Linked DNA regions of Mus musculus: region 1 is linked to region 2. Evidence: chromatin contacts called from public Hi-C data. All regions are on one chromosome and are shown on one strand. Each heading gives the region's core, a stretch centred on a gene start, on an enhancer-like site or on the middle of the called end of the contact. The rest is flanking DNA. Distances are from core to core; before and after follow the strand shown.

The links. Hi-C and Micro-C count contacts between places; a contact is called where the count stands out from the background.
Region 1: a Hi-C map of embryonic stem cells shows a contact between it and region 2, with 1.6 times the contacts expected there. The contact joins the promoter of Scn5a here to the enhancer-like site in region 2. A contact is called at or near these places in 7 of 39 promoter capture datasets (the 3T3-L1 cell line, the HPC-7 cell line, embryonic stem cells and 4 more), 13 of 484 Hi-C or Micro-C datasets (cerebellar granule neurons, embryonic stem cells and morula), 10 of 115 datasets of contacts at active chromatin or transcription factors (embryonic stem cells, heart atrium and stem cell-derived neural progenitor cells) and 1 of 9 other capture datasets (adipose tissue).

Annotation. Positions count from the first base shown.
Region 1 is chr9:119,558,105-119,563,962 of GRCm38.p6, reverse strand. Scn5a (sodium channel, voltage-gated, type V, alpha) reads left to right here and starts at 1,285. Exons shown (of 27, transcript NM_001253860.1): 1 at 1,285-1,611; 2 at 3,583-3,701. The coding sequence starts at 1,339.
Region 2 is chr9:119,503,934-119,509,776 of GRCm38.p6, reverse strand. The region is part of intron 19 of Scn5a (sodium channel, voltage-gated, type V, alpha); the gene reads left to right. Among named protein-coding and RNA genes, the nearest start is that of Scn5a, 56 kb to the left of the region's middle. Within about 2 kb of position 4,331, at least 2 of the 459 cell types and tissues checked have an H3K27ac peak or open chromatin away from gene starts, as enhancers often do. A contact at or near this core is called in embryonic stem cells, where this site is marked.

The DNA of each region.
Region 1 (5,858 bases), core at 36-2,535, 57 kb before region 2:
TGCCCCATGGAGTGAGCTCAGGGCAAAGCCCTTGGCTGACAGGAAGAGAGTGTGTCCCTGGCAGACATCTTCAGCAGGTGTCCAGTCTGCCCTCTTGAGCCGGTGCCCAGCCATTCCCGGTTTTGATGTGGTAATTAGCGGTGCAGCCTCCTGGCTTGGTGTCATAGTCAGGAGCCCTCTGGCCACATCCTGTTTTGGTGAGCCTGACAGAAATGCATTCTTCTGCCTTGCTGTCATAGACAGAGTGTGTTCGCACCAGGTTCTGAATCTTTTGAGGCCACCAGGGGCCACATTCTCCCTGTTTGACGTCACACACATATGCCTGTTGGAAGTCCTCTTCACCAGTGGTCACCGCCTTCCGGTGCTGGGGGGGAAAGAAAAAACAACCCTTGGGGTTTGCGCTTGTATGTCCCCTTTTATGGGAGAAGAGGGGACGGTGTGATGAGCCAGAGACCCACCTGTCACATTTCCCGTCTTTAGAATCAGTCTAGCTAGGGACGGTGCTGCACTCAGGGGATCCCTATGAGATCCTCAGATGGAGGTCTACACAGTTGGGCACACCAGATGCCAACATCTGGATGCTAGTTCTTGTGTTCCTGTCCGGCCGGCCGTTGCTGAAAACCCTGGATCCCTTGGGGGGCAAATGCTGCCTCCAGTTGCTGCCTCTATGCCTCAGGTTTGATTTGCACCTCTTGTGTGAGGGCATGGGGATTGTGGGGGCACTGGACACCACTCAGGCTGGGAATGTTCCCTGGAGAGGGGGGGTGGGACCCTGTCCCGTGCAGGGCCAAATCCTGACGTATGCATGCTTCACCTTTTAATTGGAGAAAAGCCCTTCTGTTTGAGTCTGGGATAAAATGAACGGCATCTCTTCCCATCCCTGCCCTGTGGAGGCCAGGGAGCCGGTTGTGGTGGAAATGTCTTAAAGGGGGTCAGTTGAAGTGTTTTTACTTTTGTGTGTGGTGGACAGGGTAACCCCTTCATGAGGACACACCGTCTCTTGATCACTGATATTTATGCATACACGTACACACTGGGGCAAGAGTGGGGGGGGTCACTTCATGGACCCTCCCCACACACACACACCTCAGTGGAGGCGAGCATCAGCGTTTACCCGAGCCGCTGTCAATCGTATGCGCCTGTGCAGTGGTTGGCAGTGGGGGTCGGGAATGGGGTGGGCTGTACACTTTTGCAGATTGTGTCTTTCCCCGCCATCGGCCTAGCTGGCTGACTACCCTGCCCTCCGGCCGTGGCACCCCATCACACCCTGTGTTTGTCTCCCAGCTTCCTTCCAGGCAGCCTGAGGAGAGCCTGTGCCCCCAGAAGCAGGATGAGAAGATGGCAAACTTCCTGTTACCTCGGGGCACCAGCAGCTTCCGTAGGTTCACCCGGGAGTCACTGGCGGCCATCGAGAAGCGCATGGCTGAAAAACAAGCCCGTGGTTCGGCCACCTCACAGGAGAGCCGTGAGGGCCTGCCAGAGGAGGAGGCTCCCCGGCCCCAGCTGGACCTACAGGCCTCCAAAAAGCTGCCAGATCTCTATGGCAACCCACCCCGAGAGCTCATTGGGGAGCCCCTGGAAGACCTGGACCCTTTCTATAGTACCCAGAAGGTGACTGCCGCCCCCTCAGCACCCTCCTCACCCTTTGGGTAGCTCCTGGGAAGGCAGCAGACAGATGGAGCTTTGCTCCTGTGGAGTTCTGTGTGGGGCCGGCTCCCCTGGGCTTTGGGGGAGTGATTCACCATTAATCTGTATTCCAATCACCTTAATTTTGGAGTTCTGGGATACAGACATAAATCACGCCGTTTGAGCCCCTAACATAGGGGTGGGAGGACCACTGAAATGTTACCTTCTTTTGTCTTTCTCCGGCATATACCTCTAGGGGATTCCTTCCTGTCCCCAGACGCGTGGGCGCTTGGAATGAAGCCCTGAGCGGTCCCCCTCCTAACTCCTGCATGCGTTCCTCCTGTCCCTCTGGCAGCTCAGAGAATTAGCCAGGCATCCTCCTCTGAGCCAGCTGGCTCAGGCTGAGCCACAGTAGAAGTCTCCTGGGCCTCGTGGCCTTCCCTGAACCACAGAGGTCATGGGAAGGCTGAGGGGTGAAGAGGGCGTGGCTGCTAAGGCATGGAGTGTGGGGAAGCCTTGTGCTGCCCTTGTTGCCTGGAGAGAGGGAAGGGAGTGTTGTGCTGTTTCTCCAAGAGGCCCTTCCCTGCACTAATGATGTGACAGGCACACAGGTCCCCTACAGAGGGACAGGCTGCTCACACAACTGTCCACTTCTGGACCTGACTGTGGGGGTCATGGCAGGAGAACAGGCTGGGATCTAGAGGAAGGCCTTTCCAGGAAGGCTAGGCAACAGAGACCAGGGTGGCCACGGGAGTCCCTGTGGCCAGCTTCAAGCTGAGCGCAGAGCAACACCAGCGGGACTGGAAAGATAAGTACAGTCAGTGTGGGGGTCTGGGTAGCATGTGTCTGTCGGTCTGTCTGTCATGGTGGTTGAAGACAATGTTTAAGAGACTAAGAGCCTGAGTGTGCACGTCTGTGTGTATGTGCATATGCATAGGTGCATGTGTGATCAGCTGTGGGTGCGAAGGGACACACACACACACACACACACACACACACACACACACTCACTCCATCTATACAGACAGTTAGCAGGAGAGACGACCTGGGCCCTGCTTCTAGGCTGAGGCTCCAGGACCTCTCCCTGGCTCAGGTGACTGGAGCAGGGTCCGAGTGGGATGTGAGCCTGAGCTGTGAGTGAGTGAGTGGGTAGGCTCGGGTCGTGCTTGCTCCGAGCTGACAGAATTGGGATTAGGGTTAGGGACACAGCTGAGGGTGAGTCTAGGTCATGGAGGGGAACAGAAAGGACTAGGCAGGACTCAGACGAGACCAGTAGTGAGCACGGCAGGTGAACCTAAGATGGAGTCCAGGCTGGCTGGGCTTAGGAGACCCCCCCCCCAACAGGTCACCAAGGACGCCATCTCTTTTCTTAGTCTCTATATATCTGGGGATGCTTGATGTTTTCCGGGTACCCTGGGTTCCATCCTGTTTCTCTTGCCGTCCCTGGCTACACCGCCTGAGGTCTCGCAGGCTGGCACCCCGTGGAACTCCTAGTTCTGACCTCTCTGCTCACCGTGTCCCAGCAGCCAAGGTTAAATAGGACTTTGTCCCATCCCCTCAGCCCGTGAAGATGGGTGACCTCATAGCCTGTGGCTGCCATGCTCTGGTGTGCTGGCTCCCTTTGCCTCCGGCTTCTGCTCTGCAGCCTTGAGATCTCACAGCTCCCCTGCCCCATGATGCCAGACAGGCATATCTTCTAGAAACGAAGGGAGGTCCTCAAAGCCCAGACCGTGTGTGCTATTCGGAGGCTGACCTTTGACCTCAGGCAGGGAAGGTCCCAGGGAAAGCCGTGGATAGCTCTTTAGCATTCCTTCCTCACCCATAAGTCTCTGCTGCCCCAGCTGTGAGCAGGGCTCTCTGTTGCAGCTCTATGCAGGGTGGGAGAGGGGGAGGAAACTGCTTGAGGGCTCCTAGATGACAGCCGTCTCCAGACCTAACAGTTCCCTCTGTCCACAGACCTTCATCGTGCTGAATAAGGGCAAAACCATCTTCCGGTTCAGTGCCACCAATGCCTTGTACGTCCTCAGCCCCTTCCACCCGGTGCGCAGAGCGGCTGTGAAGATTTTGGTACATTCATATCCTTTGCTCTTAATCCTTTATGTCTGCATCTGTCCTGGGGTACGCACAGGTGCTGTGCTCAGGCCAGGGTGGTGCGGGGTCCCCTCACTCCTTCTAGGACAAGCAGCATAGTGAGAAATCACTAGTGGCCGGTAGTGACCTCCACCCTCAACACGCTGAGTCAGCGCCTGCATTTTTCACACGATCCCTAAGGGTTCTTCCTGTGTAGGGAAGTTTGAGAAGCCCTCACATCTCTGCTTCTTCAGGAGGAAAAATAGCCTTGGAGTCAAGGAGCGGGGCTTCAGAAGAAATGATTTCCCCAGCATTCCCCTGTCTCTGGTGGCTCCACCCGCCACCACCCCTGAGCCCTCTACCCGCTGCTGCCTTGAGACTCAGCCTAGGAAAAGCCATTTCTTGGGATTTTTTTTTTAAGTCTCTAGTTTTTTCTCATGTGGGCCTCTTTCGAAGGAGGCAGCGCTTGCTTCTGAACTAGGTGTTGACAAATGTTTGCAGTTTGAGAGCTTCTCAAAGAACTCTGGTTAGCGTCCAATTACATAAACCGCGGCCTAAAAAATGCTTCCTGCCTGCTGACAGAGCTGTTGGAGTGGAGCAGCAGGAAAAGCAGCGCCAAGCCAGCTTTGGGGTCCTGGTTCAGGCAGCACCTGAAGGGCACCGCCTTCTCTGGGTTGCATTTTAAAGATCTATTATGTGCTTATTGGGTTTTTATGTGCATGGAGAGTGTGGAGGTCAGAGGGCAAGCTGCAGGACTCAGTTGTCGCCTTTTGCCTTGTGGGTTCCAGGGTGAGCATGCTTGACAGCATGTACCTTTGACACTGAGCCAACTCACTGGCTCAGTCACCTCTGGATATCACCTAAGGGACCAGAAGATGGAGTCCCAGAGAGGGGTGGTGCAGTCCACCAAGGCAGAGGCACGTGCACCTTACTGTGGAGACCTGGAAGGCCCCTTTCATGGTCACTGGTGACCTAGATGAGGGTGTGCTTGTAGGCCGTGTCCATTGTCCTTTGGTTAGTTGGTTTTGGCTTTCTGTTGTGGTTTAAAATTTTGCATTATTTTATGTATTTATTTATTGATTTGTGTATTCAGTTATTTATTTACTTGTGTTGTTGGGGGAAGCACGTACAGATCATGGTGGGTACGTGGAGGTCAGAAGGCAGAAATTAGTCTTCTTTCCATCATGTGGATTGGGGGATTAAACTCAGGTCATCAGACTTGGCAGCAAGCACCCTAACCCACTGAGCCAACCCCAAGGGCCAGAAGTGCCATCTTTAATCTCTGTCATGTTGCTGAGCTCCAAACGATGCTTGGTACTAGTTATGGGTATAGTGGATGGGTTGGACAGAGCTCCGGAAGCCCTTCTCAACCACCCCCACCCCCTCTCTGAATGGGCACGTCCCCTGCAGAGAGCCCCCTAAGAGTGATAAGTCGGATATGAAGTTGTCATTGCCTCCAGAGTGTGGTCACATCTTTGTAGAAGGAACAGAGCTGAAGCAGAAGGGAACCGGTTTCCTTAGTGCTGCGAGCTGGTCTCCAGCCTGCCACAGGGGTGTGGCCACCCTGAAAGCATGCTCCACCCTCATTCTGGGCTGCTTCTCCAGGTATCTAACCAACCCAGTGCTGTTTGCCAGCTACAGAAATCTCCAGAGATGCAGCCCAGGTCCCTTGGCTCTCTGTAGGCACCGCCTGTGACTTGCTAGGCAGATGAGAGGCTGGGAAGCAGGCGGATGAGGAAGACAGTGGGACACTGGGGTCCTCAGCTCAGCCTGAGGTGCACTGAGGGGTAGCTCTGAGGCTGTAAGTTTCTGGCTTTGTCTGGTAAGACCAGCTGTGAGGGCCCTAAGCTGCCTGCCTGCCTCCCCCAGGGCAGCCGCCCCAGGGAAGTGATCAGCTCTGTGAGGCCCTACCCTAGGCTCCCTGGCTGCCACAGCACTCCTTTACCTGGCGATGGGCTGATCGCCCCCGAAAGCGCCACCTAGTGGACGAGGGGGCTGAGATTTTTGTGGCCTTTGGAAGCCCAGCTCCCAGTTCTCCCAGCCCCTTGGTGTGATGGAGCACCAGGCCTTCCAGTATCATTAGGATTTTGTAGAAACTGCAGAACCTTAGGCCTACCTGGGAACCTGCATTTCGTTTTTCCACCTGTCAGGATGTAAGGGTC
Region 2 (5,843 bases), core at 3,082-5,581:
CACACAGTGAGAGCACACAGTCAGTCCATCACAGCTGGGGAGGCATGGTCTGGAGCACATCTGGGCTGATACAGAGGCAGAGAGAGGTGGCTTTGGGCCTTCATCATGCCTTTTCTTCTCCCCACCCCCAACCTATGGGAATCAGTCCACTCACTTAGAGTGAACAGGTTAACTGCTTAGTTAACCTTATCTGGAAACACACTCACAGATGTGACCAGGTGCATTTTTATGGTAAAATCAGGTCAGTTTAACAATGAAGATAGTGTGTGTGTGTGTGTGTGTGTGTGATGTATGTCCGTGTACATGGATATGCACATACGTGTCTGTGTACCTCTCTGTGTGTATCTATGTCTATGTCCACACGTGTGCAGGAGTCACTGGAGGTCAGAAGGGCTTGTCAGATCCCCCTGGAGTCCCCTGTGATAGTGAGCTGCCCAGTGCGGGTGCTGGAAACCAAACCCTAGTCCTCTACACAATTATTTCATGCTTATAATTCTCCAGCCGCCACGTGAAAATGTTTGACTAATGATGAAATTATTTTCTTCTCTCAGAACCAACTATTTTCTCTCCCATTAACAGACATGGCAACAGAAGTCAGGGCATTTTTGTTGGTGTATTAATATTAAACAATGTTTAATTTGAAGTAAAAAGCTTGAGATAAGACAATGAAGGCCTCAACCTACAGTTAAAGTACAGCTGCTGGGGCCGGAAAGGTGGCCCAGCAGTTAAGAGCACGCATTGCTCTTACAGAGGGCGTCCGTCCCTGTCCCCACAAACATGATGTGACTCACAGCTGCCTGTCACTCCAGCTTCAGAGGACTCAACAGCTCTGGCCTCTATGGATACCTGCTTCCACATGCATATACCCCCACCACATATAAGTAAAATGCATCTAGAAATGCAGTGTTGGAGCAAAAGAGATGGCTCAGCAGTTAAGAGCACTGGCTGCTCTTCCAGACGACCTGGGTTCGATTCCCTACACCTACATGGGAGCTCACAACTGTCTGTAACTCCAGTCTCGGGGGACATGCTGCCCTTTTCTGGCCTCCATGTGCACCAGGCAAACACATGTTACATAGACACACTCGATTAAAACAGCCATACACATAAAAATAAATACATTAATTTTTTAAAACTTAAAATATATTATGACTATTTCTTGGGACTGCATAGCATTTAAACCTAAAGCAAAAAACTGCTAGAGGAAAAATAGGGGAAAAGGCAATCAGGTGCTCTGGTACTGAACTGTCCCTGCGGTCGGCTTGTGACAGATCAAGTAGAAAAAGCAAGACAGCGAAAGACATATATATAAAAGAGAGAGAGAGAGTGAATAATTAACACTTAAGTAGAACTGCATACGAGGCACTGTCTTAAATGTTTCATAAATATTAATTTCAGTTAATTATCACTGAGACCTGGGAGATGAGCAACACTGTTAAAACAGTGCTGCAGATAAAGACGCTGCTATAAACACCAAACTAGAGGTCAGGGATGCTCTGCCTGGACCATGCAAGCTTTCCCTTGACCCCTAGCACAGAGATAGATAGATAGATAGATAGATAGATAGATAGATAGATAGATAGATAGATAGATACGTTCATACATACATACATACACACACCAGGTGACCTACACACACACCAGGTGACCACCACACACACACCAGGTGACCTCCACACACACACCAGATGACCTTCACACATACACCAGGTGACCTCCACACATACACCAGGTGACCTTCACACATACACCAGATGACTTCCACACACACACACACACCAGGTGACTTCCACACATACACACCAGGTGACCTTCACATACACACCAGGTGACCTACACACACACACACACAAACCAGGTGACCTCCACACATGCCAGAGGATGCACACTCACAACCCCTCTCCCACTCAGTTGTCAGTCAATTAATAAAATTGTTTAAAAATTATAAATGTAAGGACAAGACAATCCTGCGCAAACCAAAGGATGTGGTTAATGAAATAAAAATACAAATTAATGAATTGGAAAGTAAATAGCCACTTGCCATAAAAATCTATAGCTAATCCCTTGAAAATATGATCAGAAATCACTAGCTAATCTAATTTCTCATGTTTCTCAGGATAGAGTCTATCAGTCTGAGAGAAGAAAATAACTCCATTGGTATCTAAAATGTTCAGACGTGAAGGCTAGAGAGATGGCCCAGGGGTTAAGAGCGTGCAGTGCTCCTGTGCAGGACCGGAGTTGGGTTCCCAGCGCACATACGGGGCGGCTCACAGGCACATGTGACTCAGAGAGATCTGATGTCCTTCTCTGGCCTTAATGAGCACCTTGTACACATACGCACACACGCACGTGCTGGAAGGGAGGGACAGATGGATGGAGGGAGAGAAGGAGGGAGGGCAGGAAGGCCTGAGGGAAATGCTCATTGTTTAATATTCTGGTAGAGAATCTATGTTCAGTTCCCAGCACTCACAGGACCACCCTGTAACTCCCATCTCATGGGATCTGATGCCCTCTGCTGGCCTCCTTGAGCACTGCATACACGATATACATACATGCAGGCAGGCAAAGCATTTATATATGTAAAATAAGAGTAAATATTTAAGAAAAAGAAAAACTAAATAAAGATTATAATGTCTGAAGAATATGGAGAGCACATATACCTGTCAAAACTAAATCTGGTTTCATAACGTTCAAGAATATTGAAAAGAAGACATGCCAGTTTTCAGACCTCAGATACTCAGAAAAAATGGTGCAAGAATCTGGTAGAATGCAAGTGGGATCCAGTAGCAGATTTTAAAGATTAGCTATATCACATGTATACTCTAAGATGTCAAAATGCTGGTATGTCCCAGAATCTATTTCTGTGAGTAGAAAACAGATAACACACAATTATTTAATCGAGGGAATAAAACCCAACACTGAAAGATATAAAACATTTCTTTATTTTACTGAAAAACTCAGCTTCTGCCATCATTAGAGATAAATCACTTGAAACATTTTCATTAAAGTTAAGAATATAGAAAGAGTCATTTAATTGCTCTCCAGCTATTAATCATTATCTAATAGTGATCTTCAGGTACTTACCAGGATGATTAATTAGGTATATGAAAGAAAAATTGGTGACTATAAAAGCAAGAATTGAGGCCAGGCAATGGTGGTGCACACCTTTGATCCCAGCATCCAGGAGGCAGAGGCGGGTTGATCTCTGAGTTGGGGCCAGCCTGGTCTACAGAGCAAGGAAGGGAAGGGAGGGAGGGAGGGAGGGAGGGAGGGAGGGAGGGAGGGAGGGAGGGAGGGAGGGAGGGAAGGGGAGGGAAGGAAAGGAAGGAGGGAAGGAAGGAAGGAAGAGAGAGAGAGAGACCGGGAAGAAGAGCAAGAATTTAAAATGAGGCCGGGAGATGGTGTGGGGTGGGGCAGGGGTTGAGTTTGCCACATTAGAACCGGGACCTGAGTGTGAATCCCTCCCCTGAGTGTGAAGTCGGATGTGTTGACACACATCTATAATCCCAGCACTTAGCAGGATGGGAGGTGGAGACAGGAGAGCCCCTGCACACCTAGCCTGCTGCACACGAAGCAAATTAGAAACTCTGTCTCAAATAAGATGGAAGGTAAGCATTGACCCAGGGTTGTCTGACTGACCTCCACATGCATGAACTGCTCACACATGTGAGCAAGCACATACATGGCATGCACACAAAAGACTTAAAAAAAAAAGCAATCATAAAAGAACCAGAGAGGGGGCTGGAGAGATGCCTCTCATCGGTTTAGAGCATTGACTGCTCTTCCAGAGGTCCTGAGTTCAAATCCCAGAAACCACATGGTGGCTCACAATTATCTGTACCGAGATTTGACTCCCTCTTCTGGAGTGTCTGAAGACAGCTACAGTGTACTACATATAATAAACAAACAAACAAACAAACAAATCTTCAACAAAATAAACAATAAAAAACAAACAAAACCCAAACCCTGGCCAACTGAAAAGCAGGATACAAAGAGCCGCTGCGGCTGATCCCGTTTTATGTACGTGGGAAAGGCTATAGCTTCTCTGCTATTTCTTAGTTTCCTGTTGTTAAAAATGACACCAAAAAATATCACTGGGAACAGATATAACAGAAATGTATCAGAGAGGGCTGTTAGTAAGTATAACGGCTTGCAAGACATGAGAAAAAGACAAACAGACTCCACCCCGCTGTGGTCTGAGGTAAGAAGGCTCTAGAGCAGTCGACGGACAGTTAATTCTGGGCTGGAGAGAAGGCTCAGGAAGGAAAAGCTGCCACCAAGTCTGAGGGCCTAAGTTACCGCCCCTCCCCCTCACTCCCCCACCTCTAGCCCACGTGGTGGAAGGAGACAACCAGGTCCCTACTCTTGACCTCTGACCTTGACACCTGTGCTATGGCCTGCCCATGTCCCAACCCCACAAACAAATAAAAGTAACACTCTTTTAAAAAATGAAATAGTACTACATTCTAATAATGATTTTGAATGAACTTGATAAAATATCACTAAAATTTATCTTCAAAATCACCCCAAACAAAACAAACAAACCAAAAAGGTCACGGAGACAGCAACCCAGGAACAGCAGGGGGAGTGGGTGTGGCCGAGGAACAGCAGAGGGGAGCGGGTGCGGCTCAGTGACCAATAGTCTGGAAACAGGTCAGGTCCTAGGTTCCATCCCAGCACCAGAGGAACAAAAACAAAAAACAAAAAACAAAAACAAAAAACCAAAACCTAACACCAGAAAGGGTGGGGTAGATCTACGTAAATAGAGAAATGTCACACACAGTAAGATTGACTTCTGATTGGTGGATTTTGTGTGGACTTTTTAATAAAATGTTGGAGCAGTGACAAACCACTGAGAAAAGTTTATTAAAATACATATTTACTCTTTACCAAATATATATTAGATTTTTTTTTTTGAAATCACAATATAAACCATCAAACTTTAAAAAAGGAGGAAAGGAGAGAATTCCTTTTTCTGGTCTCAGAATAGGTGAGGACTTTTTTAAAACAGGGTTTCTTTTCCGTGTTTGGTTGTTTTGCCTGAGTGCATACATGTGCACCAGGTGTGTGCCCAGAGCCTGAGGAGGCTAGAAGTGAGTATCAGATCCCCTGGAAGTGGGGTTATAGACTACCATGTTTGTGCTGGGACTCGAACCCAGGTCCTCTGGAAGTACAGCCAATGCTCTTAACCGCTGAGCCATCTCTCCAGGCCCCAGGCGATGGCTTTCTTAACACTGAACCAAAGATTATGCTAAGTGAACATTATAACCAGTGATATCACTATATTAGATATGTGGAAATGCACATTTAGCATAGCAAACAGGACTTAGAGGGCACACAGCAGACTAGAATAGAGTGCTCCGTGGATGGAGTGCCAACTGATCTCTTCTGGGCTTGCTCACAGTCTGTCCCCAGACCACACCTTAGTTCTGACATCAGGAATCTAGAACTGCACCCTCAACAAATCAACATGCTGTTGGCGTTAGTACTACTCGTGGTTAAGGCGCAGCCTCCGAGAAGGCTGATGGGAATTTAATGTATTCATGTTAGTGAGCAAAGGTTGAGAGCCATTGCTGGAAATGACTTTGATGGAAAAAGTAATCTCTTTGGTTTTCTTATTTGGTTCATTAGGGTTTTGTTTTTGTTTTTTAAAGGATTATTTTACAATTTTACTGCATTGGTTTGCGTGCACACACTCCATGGAGAACTTGCAGTAAGTTTCATCTCGTAGCTCCCAAGGATCTCAATCGCCTATACCCTCTGAGCCATCTTGTTCAGCCCAGTTGGCTGGTTTTTGAGACAGGGTCTCACCATGTAGCCCCTTGTTTGTTTGGCAAGCCTCC